2 separate regions of the Gossypium hirsutum genome follow, and region 1 is linked to region 2. A link is a contact called in public Hi-C data. All regions are on one chromosome and are shown on one strand. Each heading gives the region's core, a stretch centred on a gene start, on an enhancer-like site or on the middle of the called end of the contact. The rest is flanking DNA. Distances are from core to core; before and after follow the strand shown. Region 1 holds the start of LOC107945408. Region 2 holds the start of LOC107945300 (50S ribosomal protein L25).

The links. Hi-C and Micro-C count contacts between places; a contact is called where the count stands out from the background.
Region 1: a Hi-C map of leaf shows a contact between it and region 2, with 2.5 times the contacts expected there. The contact joins the promoter of LOC107945408 here to the promoter of LOC107945300 in region 2. A contact is called at or near these places in 3 of 34 Hi-C or Micro-C datasets (hypocotyl, leaf and petal).

The regions. Positions count from the first base shown.
Region 1 is chrD12:14,193,078-14,195,777 of Gossypium_hirsutum_v2.1, forward strand. LOC107945408 reads left to right here and starts at 1,310. Exons shown (of 25, transcript XM_041108505.1): 1 at 1,310-1,446. LOC107945409 (zinc finger CCCH domain-containing protein 62) reads left to right here. Exons shown (of 9, transcript XM_016879415.2): 6 at 1-86; 7 at 321-419; 8 at 502-616; 9 at 728-1,764. The coding sequence ends at 1,170.
Region 2 is chrD12:13,782,522-13,785,221 of Gossypium_hirsutum_v2.1, forward strand. LOC107945300 (50S ribosomal protein L25) reads left to right here and starts at 1,349. Exons shown (of 3, transcript XM_016879258.2): 1 at 1,349-1,973; 2 at 2,072-2,201. The coding sequence starts at 1,587.

The sequences.
Region 1 (2,700 bases), core at 60-2,559, 410 kb after region 2:
GTGGAAAACTTCTGGGGAAGAGAACTATTGCAGGAAGGGTTGTGAAGGAAAGCTATGGCAAAGCCAAACAACAACACACATTTACGGTAATTCCAATGCACTATCTTATGTTAGGTAGGTAGAAGTCCTGTAAATGTTGCACATATTTGGTTTCTAAAACAAAGATATGTTCAAAACGGTTGATTTTGCCAATCTGAGTGATAGTTTGCAATAGGTGACAAATTGTTCCTTTCATGCGTTTTCTGTAATTTTTTTTTCCCCAATGAGTTGTTTGTGCACTTGATGATAGTATCCACCAGTTCCGTGTTTTTGATGTATAGGTTGAAGTATTATGGAGCAAGGGGAGTAAAAAATTGCCTTCATTATTTCCTTTGCTTGTAAAGGGTCGAAACCTTTATAAATTGAAAACTTACAGACAGGCAAGTATCTGGCTGGAAATTGACATTTTTAGCCATGATGGGCTTGGTTTATTTATGCTTTTCTTCTTTTGGTCTACATCAGCATTGGAGTGATGAGGCCGAAAGAAAACATGTACTTGCCGAGAAGCACAAACGAGGCAACGCAGCAAGACTGGTAAAAGCAATGAAAAGAACGAGGAAGTGGTCTACTGATGTTGGTATGTTGGAGAGCGAGATGGTGAAAGTAAACTATGTTTCTGTGAATTCCATTTCTCTTGACTATTGGGCTACTGGAATTTTACATCACATGTTTCTTCTTTTATAACTAGGTACAAAATGCCAAAAGCATTCACATCAATCAAGACCATCGAAAAAAAGAAAAACTACTGAACCGGACAGGGGAAAGATTAATAACCCACGAAGAAAAACCCCTATTCCAAGGTGTCCAAGTATGGGTAACAATTACCAAGTGTCTTCTCCAGTTGGAAAAGTGAAAAAGAAGCAAAACTCAAGGTTAAGAGTCTCTAATACCTCTTATAGTTATGAAAAGCCCGTTCATTTTGCTAAAGATACAGGTGCCTTTCATCATTCATATGCCGGTACTATCCTAAATCCATATCAACCTCAACGAAACTTTAACCACCAGAGTGCACCTCATGGGTTTTCCAGCTATAATATCGGATCTACTTCAACAATGGTAAGGTCATTGCCCTTTAGACCTTATGTAGATCCATGGACAATACCTGCTTCTCAAAACCAGCAGTTCAACTGACAAATACAGCCACCATCCCAACTCAAATCCTGGCTTTTGCAATAGATAAAGGAATTTGATCCAATCTCCAGATTTGATGAATGTTGACAGGCAGTTATAATACTGATCACTTTCTGCAGTGAAGGCGTGTAAATGGACGCAAAATTTCTTTTGACTCAATTTTCATTAGGATGCTACAATGCACAAGCAACAGCTGGAAGTTACCTTCTCAGCATGGAAATCATGCAAAGATAAATAGGAAACGAACATCTTCTGCACTTTTCATTCTATGAAATGGTAATATGGTTGAACAATGCAATTCTTTGCATATATTTTGCGCACTTTTTATGGCCACAAATTTTTTTCTGTTGATATTTTAGTTTTACAGTGTAGATTAAATATGTGAAGATTTGCTTGACGGATAGTTGATCTAAACCGATCAACTATAACTCTGTGTAAGCTACATACTGATAGTTTTGTTGTTTTATAGCAGTTAGGCCTTATTCATGCCAAAGATTAGGCATTGATAGCCACTGCTGATGGTGACCCATGGAGTTACCTGTTCCTGGATAAGACTAGCTGATGGCTGAGCTATATGCATGTCTGTGTTTCGAATTTTTTTTTTGGTGTCATCAATTTGAATATAGACGTGAAAATATTATTAAATATGTCAAAATTGGGTAAATATATTTTTTGGTACTTGAATTTGGTTTTAAAGTTCATATTGTTGCTTAATGTTTTTTACTTCAATTAGGTACTTGAACTTGACCCTAAAGTTCAGTTTGGTACGTAAAGTATATTTTGGTGCAATTAAGTACTTGAACTTGGCTTCTTGGTTCAAATTGGTACTTGGCTTTTTGGTCCAAATTAATACTTTTTGTGAATGACTTATTTGAACCATGAAGCTAAGTTTAGGTACTAATTGGAATAAAAAAGCCAAGTTCAGGTACCTAATTGGATAAAAAAAGTTTAGATATCAAGTCAAGTTTAGGTACCTATTCGATAAAAAACCTCGTAAGTGCCAATTTGTTCCTTTTAAGTCAAGTTTAGGTACTTAATTTTAATTTTTTTTTAAAATTTTGTCATCTGTCAATGTGAGATTGGCATGTTGCCATGTCCGCTTGTATTAATAATGTTAGATACCTTAAAAAAAAAGTACCAAATTGAAATCGCAATTTTAAGGTTAGATACCAATTAAAGTTAAAAAGAGTACAAATTGCAAATTTCAGGTAACTTCATATATATTAACTAAAACAATTAATACAAATATGATATGTGTAACATGACCCAAAAATTGCCCACCCCACTTCCCGTCATTAACATCTTAAATATCTTTCCCAAGTTCACTTAGAAAGTTTTATATTATTAACTCGATAGTCCAAAATGGGCTAAATCGTAGTATACTAAAATAAAACCAGCAAATAAAAGGAGGCCCAAATATTTGTTCCCCCATTAAGGCCAACTCTCAGTTTCGCCATCACCAACCAGCCAGACCAGCCTATTTTTTTTTCTCTTAAATTTCACAGCTTATTTTTGTTATTTTGATATTCT
Region 2 (2,700 bases), core at 99-2,598:
ATCTCAATCCAAAAATGTCTGGATCTCAAACTTAAAAATTAGCAGTTTCGGTGAATGAAAATTAATAAATTTTACCCTTTCCATGCATGTATCAATAACATTATGTGAAAAAATAAATAAAACAAAAAAAATTAATTTAAAAACAAATAGTTAAACATATGGTTAATAAAAAAGAAGTAAATACTAAACTTATCTTTCCATTTAAGTAAATTTAACCATATGTTTAGTATTTGCTTCTTTTCCATTAACCATATGTTTTGTTATTTTTTTAAATTACTTTTTTGTTTTATTTAGTTATTCTCCATTTTTGTAAATTTAACCATATGTTTAGTTTTTTCTAAATTAAATTAGTTTTTTATTTTATTTAGTTTTTTACATAATGTTAGACGAGATAGTTAGGAGAAAAAAAATTCTACGTGTCAAATTTTTATTGGTTGGTTTAATAATTTAATAATTGTGTTAACACTAAGTACCATAATAAGACCCATATTGAGGGATTAGGTACCACATTGGACATTTTATGAAAGTACAAGTATCAAATGTGGCATTATTCCATAAAATTATTATTTAAGGTATATATAAATTTAATATGAAATATAATTAATTATTTTACATATACTAGAAATTTTATCTCACACGTATGTATGTGGAAACCAGGTATTTAGAACACATTGGTACAATTATAAATAACATACAATAAATAATGAAATGCAATATTTGAAAATAAAAATAATAACACATATGCAATATGTACCAAATGTTACTTTAGTTGAAATTGCAAAGTTGAAAGAGGGTATGTTTGGTGTTTTGGGTTCAAATCCAATTTTAAGTACGAATATTTTCTAGATTAAAAAAAAGAGAGAGAAATACCATTAAATTAATATTTATTGCTTTTTTAAAATAAGGTTATCTTGGTAATTTAATAACTGAGTTGAGTTATAAGTGATACCAACTCAATCAAAATCTTTTATATATGGTAAGTATAAATATACAACTGATGGGGGTGATAAATTGTTCATATTAAAATAAAATTGTATAAATATTATTAAAATGAAGTTTTTATTGAAGGATAAATTTTAGATTTTATTAATTCAATTGGTATGGATTCAAAATCTATCATACACATTTTTATTTTTATTGGGTTTCGTTAAAATAAAAATATTAAAGTACCCTAAAATAATATAATTTAATATAATTATGAAAAAATATTTCCGTAATTTTTCTAATCGGATTGGTGTTGATTTAACTCATGACACTTTCTCAATTAAAGAGTTAAATAATAATATATATAATTAAATATAATATCCTCCTTTATCATTTTATACTTTCACCTCACTATTATTTTTGCGATTGAATCAAATGTATATTTTACCACTAATTTTAATATCACCCCTGCTGTGTGAATCTCATTGCTGAGGCCTTGTTCTTCCAAAACCAGCATTTGGGCTTTATAGATCTTTTCATCGTCAGATTTAAGGTATATTAGACTAAAAACTTACCCCGAATTTGGCCCAGATTATTAAAACCCTAATACCTAACCATGCTCAAAACCCTCATTTCACTCACAGCACTCAACAGCACAAAATATGGTGAAGTCCGTTACAGTTTCCGACCAAATGCTCAGGTTGTGGCGCGGCCTGAAAACGGTGGTCCAAACATCACCGGCGAATACACACCATTACCACACCATCCAAGCTATCCCACGAGAATGCACTGGCAGCCGTATCTCGAGCCGTGATAGAGCCCAAGGTAGAATCCCTGCTGTGGTTTTCTCTCAAGGCTTGCTTGAGAAAAACCCAAGCAACCGTTCCCCGTCCAGGAAACAAATTCTTACTACCGAAAGAAAGCAGATTCGATCCATTATCAAGTCCGTTCAACTCCCTTTCTTTTGTTCCACTAGGTTCCAGCTTCAGATCCGGGCCGGATCTGGCTCTTCTGTCTTACTTGAATCCGGGACGGTTTTACCCATCAAGGCAAGTTTTTTACTTTTCCCCGCTCTTTCTTTTTTTGTTTATTAGTAGCTTTTATTGTTACCCAAGTTCAAATTTTCTATTTTGGGTTGCTTTTATAGATTCATAGGGACGAAGAGAGTGGTAAAATATTGAATTTGGTGTTTGTTTGGGCGGATGAAGGGACTGAGTTGAAGGTTGATGTGCCTGTAGTTTTCAAAGGATTAGAGGATTGCCCTGGTCTTAAGAAAGGTATGCAATTTAGTGCAATTGTCCCCATTTGATCTTCTTATTGATGTTAATTTTGTGCAAGATTTAGATTTTACTATATGATAGGCAACTTGCTTGTTCATTGCTTCTTTTAGATGAAAAATGTTATATATGCTAACTATCTGAAATTGTTGGGTAAAGGAAGTAATTAGAGACTTATGTCTTGTGATTATACTTGGTTTAGCAATTCACTAATGTTGATAATACTAGGTATCATAATAAAACACATATTGATAGTTCAGGTACCATATTGGACATTTTCAAAGTATAGGTATCACATTGGATATTTTATGAAAGCACAGGTACCATAAGAAAACACATACTGATGGTTCAGATACCACATTGGACATTTTCAAAGTACATGTACTACATTGAATATTTTATTAAAGTACAAGTACTAAATGCAACATTATCTCATATATTAATATGATATTGGACCTTCCGGGGTTTATAAATCACATTTTATAATGATCTGTTATGG